Linked DNA regions of Ovis aries: all the other regions are linked to region 1. A link is a contact called in public Hi-C data. All regions are on one chromosome and are shown on one strand. The core of a region is the stretch at or near the end of the contact, and the rest is flanking DNA. Distances in the headings are between cores, read along the strand shown.

Evidence for each region. A called contact is a pair of places that touch in the nucleus more often than the background predicts.
Region 2: a Hi-C map of hypothalamus shows a contact between it and region 1, with 5 times the contacts expected there. The contact joins the enhancer-like site here to the promoter of PHLPP1 in region 1. A contact is called at or near these places in 7 of 16 Hi-C or Micro-C datasets (hypothalamus, liver, mixed tissues and 3 more).
Region 3: a contact with region 1 is called in a Hi-C map of muscle, with 2.5 times the contacts expected there. The contact joins the promoter of ZCCHC2 here to the promoter of PHLPP1 in region 1. A contact is called at or near these places in 2 of 16 Hi-C or Micro-C datasets (hypothalamus and muscle).

The regions. Positions count from the first base shown.
Region 1 is chr23:61,359,851-61,364,950 of ARS-UI_Ramb_v3.0, reverse strand. PHLPP1 (PH domain and leucine rich repeat protein phosphatase 1) reads right to left here and starts at 2,360. Exons shown (of 17, transcript XM_042239364.1): 1 at 1,247-2,360. The coding sequence starts at 2,360. LOC114110432 (a long non-coding RNA gene) reads left to right here and starts at 2,932. Exons shown (of 4, transcript XR_009598183.1): 1 at 2,932-3,256.
Region 2 is chr23:61,594,671-61,599,770 of ARS-UI_Ramb_v3.0, reverse strand. It overlaps PHLPP1 (PH domain and leucine rich repeat protein phosphatase 1), which reads right to left. Exons shown (of 17, transcript XM_042239364.1): 17 at 4,923-5,100. Among named protein-coding and RNA genes, the nearest start is that of PHLPP1, 230 kb to the right of the region's middle. Within about 2 kb of position 2,605, at least 8 of the 54 cell types and tissues checked have an H3K27ac peak or open chromatin away from gene starts, as enhancers often do. A contact at or near this core is called in hypothalamus, where this site is marked.
Region 3 is chr23:61,209,504-61,214,603 of ARS-UI_Ramb_v3.0, reverse strand. It overlaps ZCCHC2 (zinc finger CCHC-type containing 2), which reads right to left and starts at 2,013. Exons shown (of 14, transcript XM_027960853.2): 1 at 1,025-2,013. The coding sequence starts at 1,987.

The DNA of each region.
Region 1 (5,100 bases), core at 1,111-3,610:
TCACCTATTTTCTAGGCCATAATCTTTTTAAAGACTTGTCATCAGGTTGGGGCATTATCTTCAGGTACTGCAAAAGCTATTGTATTACGATATGGTTTTCTTTATGAGGCCAAAATCCATCAGAAACCCACCTGAATTATAGAAAAACCTCAATTAAACATAAAGGAACATCTCACCAGGAATGCTACCAGTCTTGCATATCTCAATGGAGGGTGAAGAGCTCCTCATTCACAGCGACTAAACTGCTGCTAGAACCCAGGTGTGGACCAAGAGCATGAAGCTGGAGGGAATGGCTGCAGATGACGCGATTACAAGCGGGACTCTCTCCACCACCACCTGCAGCCTCAGTGCAGAAGTAGTCTACTACTTTAGTGAATTGGGGGAAGATGTAACTCCCGATTTAACTATTACACTAACCTTGTTTTAAATAAAATTCCTTACCACTAAAACATAATTCTTCAAACCAGCAGAGGAAAAGGACATAAAGAACTTATTAAGCTCAAATATACAGCCATAATTTAGCACCAGCTAAAAGAGAAACACTAGTCCCCCGTGGTCAAGAACTTGATCTAATGTATCAATTCTATCCCAATGAAAAGATTTAAGATCTTTAATCTAGAAATGAAAATAAGGATGCGGAGGATTTTAGATCGCACTCAGTGAGAGGCGGCAATCAAAAGTACTACTGTGACCGCTATGTATCCCTATTGGAAGTCACATAGTCAGTTCTGACTATAAAGGTTAGAGGGGAGAAACTGAGAGAAAGAAATAGGCAAAACCACTTCTGATGCAAGAAGTACACTTGCAGAGGAGACTGAAACAAAGCCAAGAAGCGCTGAAGAAAAGCATCACTAAAGAGGATCGTGGCTGCCGGGTTCCACCGAGGACTAAGTGGGCAAAGGACAGGACGGGGAGCAGGAGCAGGGCACCGGCCGACCCGGACTGAGCTCCGGGCGGGCGCCGCCGGCCGCGCAAGGCCGGACGCAGGCCGGGTGCTCCGGGTTTCCCGCGGTCCTTTCCCTCCGCTAGTTTCACGGCACGTGAAGTTGCCCTGAAGCCCCAAGCCCCGCAGCCCGAAGGCGGCACTGTCACTGCAGGGCCCCTCTCAGGAACATGTGCGCCCGCGGCCCCGCCGCCTGCCCCGCACCCGCGGCGGGAACCGCTCGGCTGGGTCCCACCGGTCTTCCGCGCGAGCGGCGAAGGGCTAACAGAGCCCCGAGGGCGCGCGTGCAGGTGACCGCCTTACCTGCATAGAAGCGGATGAGGCAGCCAACCTCCGAGTCCAGGCCCTCCTCCTGCACCCTCCACAGCGCCCCGAAGCCCAGCTGGAAGAGGTAGTCGTTCTGGATCTGCAGCGGCTTCTCGTCCGCCTCCAGGCGCCGCGCGGTCTCCCCGTGCAGCTGCACATACAGGGTGGGCGGCGGGGGCGCCTTCTCCGCGGCCGCCGCGTCCCCGCCCGGGCTCTCCTCCGCCGGCCGGTCGCGGGCGGCGCCGCCCGAGCCCTCGACGCCCCTCGGGGCCGTCGGCGGAGGTGGGGAGGCGGCCGGGGAGAGCGGCCGGGAGCCCGACGAGCGGCCGCGCAGGCGGGGCTGGCCCGGGTCAGCCTCGAGCTCCTCGGACGACGATGAACAGTAGGGATCCGGCGGGCGCGACGCGCCCTCGGCGCCCGGGCTCGGCCCGGGGCTCTCGGGCTCGGGGGTCCGGCCCGCGCCGTCCGGGGCCCGCGGGGAGCCCGGGCTGCAGCCCGCGGGCGCGGGGCCGGCGCGGGAGGCGCGGCGCGGCGGCGGCCCCCCGACGGCGGGCAGCGCGGCCTTCCCGGGCGGCGGCCCCGCGGGGGCCCGGCCCGGCACCTTCAGCACGCCGCCGGCCCTGGGGCCCGCCTGCAGCAGGCGGGAGGCCACCTCGCCGGCCGTGGTGTCCAGCGTGCAGAGCACCGGGCGCAGGCGGCTGGCGGCCGGGTGACGGTCGAGGACGTGCACGCAGCCGCGCTGGAGCTGGTGCCGCACCCAGTCCCGGTCCGACGGCTGCAGCGGCAGCATCTGCCGGGGTCGCGGGAGCAGCGCCCGGCGGTCCAGGCTCCGCGAGCACGGCGGCGCCGCGGCCGGGCCGGGGGCGGGGAGGCCGGCGGGGCGCGGGGCGGCGGCGGCGGACGCGTTCCTCTTCAGCCGGCCTCTCCTCAGCAGCAGCGAGCTGGCGCCGGGCCCCGGGGCGGCCCCGCCGGCGGCGGGCAGGGGCGCCGGGCCGCGCCGCCGCCTGCGAGCCGCGCCTCCCGCCCGGCCCGGCGCCGCGGTCAGCGCGGGCCCGGGGCCGCCCGCCGCGGCCCGGCCCTCCGCGCGGGTCTCCGCGGCCGCGGGCTCCATGGCGGCGGGGCTCGGCGCGGCCCCGGCTCGGGGGGCAGCGGTCGCACAGCGAGCGGGGGGCGGCGGCGCCGCCAGTGGCGTTCGCGCGGCCGTTTCGGGCGATTATGTGGCGGTTCGGAGCGCTCCGTCGGCGTCTCGGTGTTCCATCCCGCGCGCCCGCCCGGCCGCCACCGCCCCCCGCCCGCCCCTCGCCTCGCGCAGTCGAGCCAGCCGCGGAGCCGGCCTCATTGAATATTAATCGCGCGCCGGGAGCGCCGGGCGGGAGGCCGGCGGGCGGCGCGCCTCATGAATATGCATCACCCGCGTGACGGCGACCCCGCGGGCGGGCGCGCGGGGCGGAGCCTCGGGGTAAACAAGCGGGACGGCGTCGGGGGGCGGGGCCGCGCCGCCAGGCGCGGGGCCTTCCTGCGCGGGCCCGAGAGGGGAGGGGCCGAGAGACGGGCGGTGCGCGATGCCACCTGGGAGCTGTAGTTCCAGGCCGCGGTCAGGCGTCCCCGAGGGGGACCGTGGCGAACTACAAGTCCCAGAGATCCTCCAGCACCGCCCCGCCGTGCGGCCCGCCGCGGGCCCCGGACTGTGGGTCTGGTGCCCTCTGATGGAGTCGATGCTCAGCGGCGTTCGGTTCATGAACTTGTAGTTACCCGCCCATTCCTGCTCCCCGAGGCTTTCGTTTTCCCCGCTGGTTGAGACAGGGCTCGAACAGACTCCAGGCGGCACGAAGGTCCGGGCGCTCGGTCTTCCCCTCACCACCTACGAGCTCGCCCGGAGGCAGTCGTGCGGCCCCGGCCCGGCCCTCCGCGGGTCCTGTGTGAGGAGAACGGCCGAGGACGGGCCCTCTCCCTGCTCAGCTTGAGGTCCGAAAGGACTGAGGACACGGAAGGCGATGGGAAGCAGAGGTAACGCTGGAACGGAGGCGTGGGACAGAAGAAACGGGCCCTGCGCTCTCTTTTAACGTCTTCCCTTGGTTTTTCCTTCAGTATTCAGAAAAAATTACATTCTGCGACCGCAGTGTTAGTCGTGGCGTAGAGTTGTACTTTCTTGTCGATTGAAACAATATTGTAGGCTGGATTAGAGAGGTTACTGTTTAAAAGAATTTGGTAAACCTTTTTAATTGAATTACCATTCCTCCGTATTGTTTCATAAATCTGGATTTTTACATATAAGACTTGTGCAGCTGCAAACAATCCCGGGCCTGCTTAACATCAATAAAGTTACTTAACCTGGGGGTGAATTGGGGGTAGGGAGTTTAAGGAAAGAGGAAGGAGAGAGAAACAGGGAAGAAAAAAGAAAGAAACTGGAACTTGTGGCTGAAATAATAGAAACTAATAAGGGCAGAGAAAGGTGTACGTGGGTTATCTACACAGTTTTACTGAAAAGTAGAAGTTACAGGACAAAAAATATTATCTTGATTCTTGAAATTCCTGTAGATGACTTTTTATATTTTTCTTTTGAATTATTATCTCTTGGCCTCATGAAACATGTTTATTCCATTTCAATTCAATCAACAGCTCAGAATTACTTCTGTAAAATTAGAGAGAATGCAAATTTTTCCAAGAGACATAAGATACAATTAATTTAACAAACAGTTATAAACATACCACGCAGTCTGTTACAGCAGTGGAATAAATCAGACACTCCCCTTGCCTTTACAGAGTTTATAGATTAGAGACAGAGAGGCTCAGCAGGTGAGAGGGGTGTGGACGAGGGGAAACACCGGGTGTCAAATGAGACTGAGTTAAACTTTAAAAGCACGTTCAATTTCAGTACTAAAACATGGACTATTTACATTTCTGTATATTTTTTAGTTCCTTCATGGATTCCTATAAGCCTCTTTAATTTTTTGTATATTAAGAAATATACATTAAGTCTCATATATCTGCTTTCTAGAGTTATGTTTATGTAGCTAAGGTGATAAACTCAAGGGGACTTTGTTCCAGTCAGAGACACTGTCGGCCCTGGCCCAGGCTCCATGTGCGCCCTCTCGGGCTACAGTGCTGCCCTTATTCAGCCCTGGACCCTGTGCAGTTTCACAGTCAGCATCACTCTGCCTTTCTGTCCTTTAGGAACTGTGTTTACCCCTTGAAGGTATATGTAACCAAAAACCTCCCCTGGAAAAAATGAAAGAAAAAGCATTGGCCAGAGAATTTAGTATGCAGAGCACTGGAGCAGGGAGAGAGGTTGGAGAGTCTTCTTACCTGCCTGCCAGATGTGGTGTGAAGACGGTCAGGTATCTCAGGGTGGAGAAAAAGGAAGTCCAGTCCAGCCTCAAAAACAGTGGGTCCTTTTTGTTCTTTTGATGGAGGGAGGGAGAACGAAGGATATAATTTTTATGTAGAGAAACTATTTCAGGCATAGTGTGTATAATCTACAAGAGATCATATCCCATTGTATCCGAAGGCATAAAAATCAGAGGGGAGAGCAGAAGGGCAAGGGTCCACAGTGTGACCCATCCCTGGTTCTAGGGGTCCTCAACCGCCCGGGTCTGATGCCTGATGATCTGAGGTGGAGCTGATTAATAATAACATTAGAAATAAAGTGCCCAGTAAATGTAATACCCTTGAATCATCCCGAATCTACCCCCCTACCCCCGCCCTAGTTCATGAAGAAACTGTCTTCCACGAAACCCATTCCTGGTGCCAAAAAAGTTGGGGACTGCTGCCTGGTTCCACTTCCAAACCTTCAATAAAGTGACTGAACGTGGCGGGTGAGAGGCGAGAGAGAGAAAGAAATAGGAGTTCAT
Region 2 (5,100 bases), core at 1,356-3,855, 230 kb before region 1:
CCGTGCCCAGCCCGGCTTCCGGTATTGAGAAGGCTGCCACGCAGGCACGCTGGCGGGCTCAGGCCGCCTGCCCACTGCCTTTCGCTCCCCCAGTACACGGTATCTCATACTTCAGAGCGCGTATTGATAACGGAAAAGGAGAAAAAACCAAAACCCAACAGCTTATAATCCAAGGACCACCACGGTTTTTTCTAACTGAGACACGCTGTGTGCAGGCCTTAGTTCGCTGCCCAGGCATCGACTCACGCCCCCTACAGTGAGCGGGTAGACTCTTAACCACGGGACTGCCAGGCTAGTGCTGTGATGAGACTTTTAAATTTGAAAAGCGGAGGACTCCTAAAAATGTTTACAGACAGAGTATACGCAAATGATATGCAGACAGCATTGTCATACAAGCTGAACGAGGTTTCTAGGGGGAAGTCCTGTGGGTTTACCTGGGACACAGGGTGGTTTCATCTCCTGAGGAAAGGGTGTGAGAGACTATGCTTAGGGTGCCCGGGGTGGGACACTTCTCAGTGAGCCATCGTAAACCTGAGCTGCTCTAGGGAAATCCGTATTCGAAGAGTTAAGATGTGTCGACCACCCAGCTAACAAGAGCCTGCCTTCTGTGTGCGCAGTTCATCCCTGGCCGACATGGCAGTTTCTTTTACATGTAAAACTGACTCAAGAAGCTCCAAATGTTCACTGCAAAGCAGTTTTCCTAAAGACTCAGGAAAGCAAATGACCTGTAAACGAGTTCAGGAAAAGACAACAGCTGGAGGTGCCCCATTTGGGAAATGATCTGAGCTGCCATTTCAACTTTCCTCCCAAGAGATAAGAGCACGAATTAGGGGGAAGTTCAGTTTATTAGAATAAGACCATAGTAATGACTAGAAAGTACTTGGAATTCAGTCTGAAGCCAGTCTTACTTCCGTGGCTTTAGGAAAAGAGGGATCACAACGGGAGCAGCTCTAGTCACAGGCAGACGGAGAGGACTCTCCAGGTTCTGCGTTCCCGTTTGGACAGAACAGACCATCGTGCTTCTGATCGAGCAGAAAATGAAAGGATGAGGATCTGGAACCCCACAAAAGTAGCGCTTGTGTCTGCGTCCTTAACGCAGGGTGTGGCTTCCTACGCGGCCGCACGGCGGGAGACGGCGCACCGCCTGGGGCCCCCTAGGCCCCCGTTCTGCTTCTGCCGTCGAAGGTTCTGCTTCAGTCCTCTGGAAGGCAGTGCGCAACACGCAGGGCCCGACATCACCCTCAACTGGCTGAGACAACTGCAGGGCGTCAGACGGCCGCCTGGGCACCCCAGTGCCCCATTTGTGGGCCGCAGGTGGGGGCCCCGGGGCTGAGCACTGGGTGGCCCGCGGCACTTCCTGTCATCACCCAGAGCTTTGTCTGCTAGCTGGGGAGTCCCTACTTTGTTACTGATCAGGGCAACGGATTTGCTAAGCTAAGTCTGAACTTGGCTGCAGTTTTGGTAAGGCTGGGATGGTGGGACAACCTTTAGAGCCGTATTCCGACTCTGCAGTGGTAGGAGTCAGCTCAGGACAGGTCAACAGCAACAGTGAGATGAGGCGAGTGTAGACTCATTGGCCCCAAATGCCTTTTGGGGGATAAATTGAAATAAAATGAAATTCAGTGGCAAGGAATGAGAAAATCTGCCTCTTGTACCATCACTTCATCCCTCCCTCCTGTAACAGTTCCAACAGATGTTTCTCTAGGAGTTTGTTTTCTCTCTAGGAGATTTTAATTTAAAAAAGCATTTTTGCCGTGTCCCCAATTATGTTTTCTCTGATCACCCTTAGGTGTTCATTTACAATAAGACAACACTTCCACTTACATAAGATGCTACTGTCTGTCTACAAATTACCTGGTTTGACCATGGGGAGGTAGGGAGGGCAGATATCATAACCCTCACGTTTACAAAAATTCTATTTCCTGACAGGTCCGTGGGAATCCAAAATGTCTCCTGATGAGGTTTGCATGGGAATTGTTCTTTATCTCCCTACTGGGCAGCGTCAGCAATGAGCTGACTCCCAGGTACAGTCCTAATAGACCCACAGTGTATTACTGTTTTTATTTTTCTCTATGAAAGTGAAAGTCGCTCAGTCGTGTCTGACTCTTTGCAACCTCATGGACTGTGCAGTCCACGGGATTCTCCAGGCCAGAATACTCGAGTGGGTATCCTTCCCGTCTGCAGGGGATCTTCCCAACCCAGGGATCCAACCCAGGTCTCCTGCGTTGCAGGCGGATTCTTTACCCGCTGAGCCACCAGGGAGGCCCGTTCCCCACTGTGAGGAACAGAGGGTGAGACGGACGCTGGAGACTGGCTTCCTGTCGCCCAGGTTGATGCCGTGGTTCCTGCTGGTTTTTCCCAGAAGAAAACAGTGCCCGTCACAGGACCCACGGCCGCTCCACCTTACAGAGCAGAACCCCGGGGGAACAGTAACATGGCTCAGCATGGCTTCTCTGACTGCCCGATGGTGCTTGGGAGTGCTTTCTGTCTCAGGTCCAGGAGAGACCGAAGCCGTTTCTCCCTGAAGAGTGAAAGGTGGAGAAAGAAGGGAGCCGAGCCCATTTCCACCCAGATCTCCTCTCACCAGCAGGTGGCGCTGTGACAGAGCCATCGAGAGAAGCCAGGTCTGATGGGCTGGGCAGCAGCCCCTGTGCCCTAGGGGACGCCATGGCCCCATCCTGGGTCAGACGGTTGGGTGTTAGGGCACCTGGGGCCCTCCGGGAAGCAGTGGTGGGCACACCCGGGGCAGCCTGCGGCTGAGCCCACACCCGCAACTGCCAGGGTCCTCACTGGGGTCCCTGAGTCACGCAAGGCCCTTCCCAATCCTCTGGCCTTCCCGGAGGAAGGAGGGAGTTGGGGGGGCAGGGGGAGCCCGTGTCCCTCACACTCACCCTGCAGATCCGTGGCTTTGGGGAATCTCCAAATACGAAACGCTTTCCAGCTTTATGAGCACCTCTACATACGGTACATTAGATGCTACCTCGGTGAGCTGCCCTGGTGGCTCAGGGGGTACTGAATCCGCCTGCAACGCAGGAGACCTGGGTTCGATCCCTGTGTCGGGACGATCCCCTGGAGGAAGTCGTGGCAACTCACTCCAGTGCTCTTGCCTGGGGAATCCCATGGATGAGGAAGGAGCCTGGGGGCTTTCAGTCCATGGGGTTGCAGAGGACACAACGGAGCGACTTCACTTCCACCTCAGTGGGCCGCAGTGAAGGCCCCTCAGGCGGCTCCGGGGAAGAGCAAGGAGGCCGAGCAGGAGCCCTGCGTCCACAGGCCTCTTTCACTCACTATTGGCCCCACGCTCCCCAAGGGCGAAGTCTTGTCCTTCGTCTCCAGGGACCCTTACGTGGGCTGAGTGGACAGTGGGACTTGCTGGGATAATGAACCAGAAGCAAGCGTGCCCTGAGCTGCAGGTCTTGGGGAACCAGCCAGGCCCGTGCTGCCGCCCCGTCAGCTGCAGAGGTCCCCTCCGGGGACCCCCAGGTCACGGTGCCTCTGCTGGCCCTGCTCAGGGCGGAAGTGGGCTTCTCGGGGGGTGAGCTGTGGGAGGATGGGGTCCACACAGTCTGTCTGGGGCGGGGGCCACAGAAGGCGACTGACGAGCCCGCCCGCAGAGGGTGCCACACCGAGGAGTCAGAGCGTGCCTGGAACTTCCGGAGGGACTGAGGCACGAGGTGAGAACGCTGAGCCTCCCGGGTCCGCTCAGATCCGCCCGGAGCAGTGGGAAGACTGGCAGGCACTGGTGAGCGGGTGGGGTGCAGGGTTCCAACCCGGCCTTGCTCCGGGCTTAGAGCGGAGCCCTGCCTAGGTTCCACCCTCGGTCACTGATCCCTCGTGGGGCTGCGTGTGTGCCAAGTCGACCCGCTTCAGGCATGTCTGACTCTTTGTGACCCATGGGCTGTGGCCCGCCAGACTCCTCTGTCCATGGGATCCTCCAGGTTAGAACGCTGGCGTGGGTTGCCATGCCCTCCTCCAGGGGGTCTTCCCGACCCAGGGATGGAGCCCAGGTCTCCATGTCTCCTGCGTGGCAGGTGGGCCCTGGGAAGCCACGCTGATGGGGCCGAGATGAGCTCAGTCCTTCCACCGCCTCAGTGGTTTGCACAGCGCACAAGGAGCCCGCCACGGAGTGAAGAGCGGACATCACCAAGACAAGGAGCGGCCCACTCCTCTGGCTGCCCAGAGAGGGGTGGACGGTGGACAGCCCGCTGCAGAGCCTACAAGAGAGACTAGTTGCTGCGTCCTGTCACTGAACCTGCCAGGCGCCCCTCTGGAGGGCAGACCTAAAGAAGGGAAACCACTCTACCTGGAAAGCTGGTCCACTTGAGACCCAGCGGAGACCCAGAGCATCTCCCACACACGGGTCTCAGATGCAGAGTGGGACGGTGCCATCTGTAAGTGGGGCCAGGCAGCCAGCAGGAGTGTGGGACCCCCGAGGGCCCCACAGCACACTCGCTGCTCCCAGGAGGGGTGGGGAGTGCAGCAGTCAGCTCTGGATTTCCACTTTGTCTGTGCACCGTTAATCAGCTACACTCCAATATAAAAAAGATCAACTGTATCCAATTAAAAAAAAAGATTAACTGGTTCACATGATTGAGGGGCCCCTGAGAGAAAGGGAAACAAACTTGGCTTTGTGGGATTTTCCTGGGATCTCCTCTATGCAACCTTATCCCCCTTTTAATATCTCCTCTACACAGTAACAACCAGAAATGGAAATGCTGTAAACCAGCTACACATATTGCTAACTACAGGCTGGATGTCACTACCTTCATTCAAGGTAGTTTAACTTGTTATTTTCTCTTCAAAAGAAAAAAATCAAAGACGGAAGCACCAGATAACCCCAGAGCTCATTCCAAACCCAAGCCGCGCGTGATCATCTGTTAGACACACCTGGCTTCCCGGACAAAAGCAGATGGGTCCAGGACTCGTAAATTCCGTATTTATTATACCAAAATTACGACATGTGCGTTTGTGCATCTTGCTTTAATGTAACTCTCGGTATGTAAAGGATCTATCACCCATGCATGCTGACGGCGGCAGCGGTAAGGAACACAGCTGAAAAGTGTCTGCAAAAGGGGCTGGGCGGGAACAGGAGAGGAGGAG
Region 3 (5,100 bases), core at 764-3,263, 150 kb after region 1:
CCATTGCAGAGATATAATGCCCAGTTTTAGTCTGAATGACAGCAGATATATAAGCTGAAAACTTTCAAGCAAGGAGTGAAAAAAATCTCGCTTTCCAATATATCATCCTGGAGATCTCCTAAACTGAAAAACATGGCATCCAAATAAATGCTTTTTAAATAATCGTGAACCACGAAAATAAACTTACTGTACAGTCTTTAAATGAAAGCTATTTGCTCCATTAAATGGTCACACTCAAGGGCTTTATATTGGGCCTAGGTTATTAAATTGCTTTCGTGGCCTTATAAAATTTTATCTCATGTTTGCGACAAGGGACTTACTTTTAATCTTATCTACTACATTTTGGCTTTCAGTAACTTTTTAGAAACCATTTATGCTTCCAGTAAAGGCCCCACAAACATCCCCGGACCCAAACGTGTAGACACGACTCAAACCCGTTAGAAGCCGGACTAGCCGGGGGTGAAGGGCACCAGAACCGCCCGCGGGGACGTTTCCCTACCCAGACAACCTGCCCGACGACCTAACTGATTTGAGTCGCTTCGCACCTCTGACTTTTCCTGAGAGCATCAAGCTCAGGGCAGGAGTCTAAGAGCCCGCGACGCGCTGTACCTCAGGCCACCGCGGAGCGCGCCGGGAGCGCGCCTGGGGCCGCCGCCCCCGGGGGGCGAGCGGGGCCTCGGGACGCGCGGGCGGAGCGCCAGGCGGCGGGGCGGCGGCCGGCCCGGGCTCCGCAGCCCCGACCAAGTGTCGGGGCCGAAAGGTCCCGAGAGCCCGCGTCCGAGGGCCGGGCTGAGCGCCGGGCTTCCGGGGCAACCCCGGCGGGACGAGACTTCCAGAGCATTCTGTTATGGCGGGCGCTCGTGTGTGTGTATGTGTGTGAGGGGAGCGGGGCTGAGCGGCCCGGCCGGACGCACATCAGTCCCGGCGCCGGGGTCAGGGTCGGCCGGGCCGGGGGACGTCCGGGAGCCGGGCGCGGAGGCCGCGGGGACCGCCGCGCGGGCGCGGGGAGGCCGGCGCGCCTTACCTGGGCCCGGGCGCCGGCCAAGTGGCCCGGCGCCGCCTCTACGTCCTCGGCGCCCCCGCGGAGCGCGGCGCGGAGCCTCTCCAGGTGCTCCCTCAGGGTGACGCGCTGGTGGAAGGAGAAGGCCGGGTGCAGCGAGGCCATGGTGAAGAGCAGCAGCAGTTCCTCCTGGGCCCTGAGCCCGAGCCCGCCGCCCGGCCGGGGCGCGGCGCCACCGCCTTCCGGGCCGGAGCCGTCCTTCTCGGCGTCCTCCTCCTCGCCGCCGCCGTCCTCCTCGCCGCGCTCGTTCTCCGCGCCGCCCCGCGAGCCCTCGCCCCGGGCCGCGCGCAGGCTCCGGAGCACCGCGTCCACCTGGGGCAGGAGGCGGTGCAGGCGGCCGGCGGCCTCGCGGTTCTCCGAGCCCAGCAGCGCCAGGTAGACGATGAGGCGCGAGCGCACGGCGGGCTCTCGGAAATCGGCCAGCGGGCCCGGGTCCGAGAGACCGTTGGCCTTGGCCTCCGAGTCCCGCAGGTAGTGGTAGTCCTTGCGCGCCAGGTCCTCCAGGCACGAGCCGAGGAAGCGCAGCTCCAGCGGGTTGCACAGGTCCAGCAGCCCGCACATGAACTCCAGACGCTGCGCCGAGCCCAGCACCATCCCGAACCACTCGTATACCCGCTCCTGCTCGCGCAGCGCCGCCGCCGCGGGCCCCGCGCCACCGCCCGGCATGCCCACCCCCGCCGCCGCCCCGCCAGCAACAGGCGGCCCGAGCCCCCGAGACGGCGGCGGCGGCGGCGGCGGCGGCGGCAGCGGGGGGCCCCGCGGCGCGCCTGAAGGCGGCGGCGGCGGCGGCGGCGGCGGGGGGCGGCAGTCGCGGCGGCGGCGCGGAGGCGCCTTCGCGCCCGGCCGCGCGTCTGCCTCTGGCTCCTCAGCCTCGGGCGGCGGCTCCGCGGGGTGCGTCGGCTTCAGCGGCAGCTTCATCCTCAGCATCCTCGGCTACGGCGGCGCGGACATGCGAGCGGGGGCAGGAGGGCGGGGCCGGGGGCGGGGCGGGGGCCGCGGCAGCGGCGGCGGGCGGCCGTCAGGAGCAGGGCCCCTCCATGCCGCCGGGGCCGGGCCGGGCCGGGCCGGGCCGGGGGCGGGTCTCGGCCGGCGCGGGCGGCCGCGGGCGGTGTCTTCCCCGGCCGGGGGGCGGGGCGTGCCCGCAGCGGCTCCTCCCTCCCGGGCTCCGCGCCGCCTCTGGGAGCCCGGGCGAGGTCGGGAGCGAGCTAGCGAGCGTGTCCTCCGTCCGTCCGCCTCCCGCTCTCTGGTCTTCCGCGCAGGGCCGGGCCGGCGGCGCCTGAGCGGTCCCCTCGCAAGCCGGTGGGGACGGGGCGGTGGCGACAAGAGGAGGAGCGGCCGGGCGGGCGGAGACGCTTGCGGGCTCCGCGCAGGCACCTCAGCCAATCAGCAGCCGGAACGGCTGGTTGCGCGAGTCTCCCCGCCCCCGGGGCACGCCCCCTCCGGGAGGCCACGCCCAACCGCCCTGCGGCCGCCTTCCCTGCCGGCGGCTCCCGCGCGGTCCCGGCGTCTGGCGGTGAGCCGGGCTCCGGGCCGGGCGAGGAGCTACCGCGCGGGGCTGCCCGCGTGCGAGAGGCGCTCTCGGCCCACGGCGCGGGGGCCGTCAGGGAGCCGCACCTTCTCCGGGCTCCGGCGCGGTTTCTGACTCCCGACGCCGTGCCGCCGCCCCGGTCAGGCCGCCGCCCCTGGCGCCGCCCGGCTCCCGTCGCGGCCGCGCGGGACGCGTCCTGGAGCCGGGCTCCCTCCGGAGGGGGCGCGCCGGCCCGACCTCCGCGGGTGTCAGGAGGTCGGCTCGCGGGCCCTGCCGCCGCGGCTCCGCCGCCCCGTGTCCGGTCTGCGCAGCGGGCGGGCGCCCACGAGGAGGGCGGCCCCGGGCGCAGGGCCCTCCCGACGCGGGCAGCCCCGCGGCCCCGGGGCCAACGGTCTGTAACGGTCTTCGGGAATTATTGCCGCGACAGTTACCAAAGCCCCGCGGAGCCACCATCTTCGGGGGCCTGTCCTATTAGCTACATGACGTTTCTGTGCCTTTACGCTAGAATTTTGAATTCCTGTGCCCCTGTGAATTCTCTGTGATTTGAGGAACTGACTTTTTTTTTAAAGTTTTTGTTACGTTTTTAACGTTGGAAGACCTTTGTCCTTCTCACTGTTGCTTTAAAAAAAAAATTTAAGTCTATAATTTAACACCCAGCTGGATCTTTTGAAGGTTAATTTTTAAAAGGTGGGACTAAAAAAAAACAAACCTTCAGGTTTTAAATTAGAAAGTCCTACTACAGCTGTGTAGTGGCAGGATGTTAAAAAAAAGAATCACTTTTTCCGAAACTCTTCCTGAAAATATTTGAACATCTGTTGGTAGAGCATATGCTGAGCCCTCTTTACAATTTTATGCCCTAAGAAGCTAATTTATATTTCAATAAAAGGTTGAACTGAAGCCTGAATCTGCTTCAGCGATAAAATGGGGAAACAGTTGTTTTCAACACACTTGCTGCTACTGCTGCTAAGTCGCTTCAGTCGTGTCCGACTCTGTGCGACCCCATAGACGGCAGCCCACCAGGCTCCCCCGTCCCTGGGATTGTCCAGGCAAGAACACTGGAGTAGGTTGCCATTTCCTTCTCCAATGCATGAAAGTAAAAAATGAAAGTGAAGTCGCTCAGTCGTCAACACACTTGAGATATGTCAAATATATAAAAGCCATTCTTCCTGTACTTTGCTATTTCCTTGTGTTCTTTAGGTGTCATCTAAAATGATCAGGAGAAAACTTTGCAGGAACATTTATTATTACAATCCTTGCCCCTTTGCTGTCAACTTCAAGTGTCTTGGAATTTTCTGTCTTATCATTTGTGAAGCTTATGGTGACATACTTTAGGCAACCAATAGTAACCTTGCTAGATATTCACAGGTCCATAGTGAGTCACCTGTCTAGATCCTTGGAGATGATTTTTACATGTGATCCAGGCATATGGTCTTTACATTTTCCTTGGCAACAAGAAGCCATTTGGTATGAACTCTCCGTAATACTTGATCCATAAATTTGGGTCTGAGTTCAGATTTACAATCAGTAATGATTACTTTTGTTCTTCCGTCTTTGGCCCATGTTAGAAAATGCAGCGACACGCACTGTGCTTTAATGATTCTGGTTATCATCCATTGGCTGGGCAGTTGGCTGCTTACGCCCCAGTACATTGTTTCGGAGCTCGCTCTCTCCATACAGCCGCTCATTAGACCGGGCCGCAGTGGTTTTTTTTTTTCCACCCTATAGTGAGAATACATGTTCAGTGAAGAGTGATGTCCTAGGGACTCCCCTGGGGGTCCAGTGGTTAAGAATCCACCTGTCAATGCAGGGGACACAGATTCAACCCCTGGTCTGGGAAGACCCCACATAGGGGGCGCAGCAACTAAGCCGTCCAGTCGAAACTACTGAGCCCATGCACTTAGCCCGTGCTCTGTAGCAAGCGAAGCACCCCTCCCCCGCAATGAGAAGCGCAGGTATCTCAACTACAGAGTAACCCCTGCTGGTGCAACTAGAGCGGGCTCAGGCACAGCAACGAAGACCCAGCACAGCCAAACATAAAGTTTTAAAAAATAATGAAGTCGCTTATTTAAAAAAAATAGAGTGATGTATTACAACAGGGAGGAGCCCCGATGGAAATCCCAGGATGAGGTGTAGGTGTATTTATTGGAAAAACAAACTATCCAGATAATTCTAATATGACATCCTGGGAAGGTATTCCTCCCACCAGGGCCTACCTACTGGGAACACTTGCTCTAGATTCTCTAGCGTTTTATATTTAATTATATATACATATATATATATTCCCTATATAATCATTTAGATGGGTCAAATAATATTACTGTGGTAATAGTGGTTATGTGTTTGTATCCAGATCTTTCAGAGGAATATATCCTGTAAAAGACATCTTTAAGGACATAAAGTGCTATTTTGTCTTGTCCCTAGATGATATTTAATGAATATTCAATATACTTTGTTTTGGGACTTCTGTGGTGGTCCAGTGTTTAAGACACTGAGCTTCTACTGCATCAGGCAT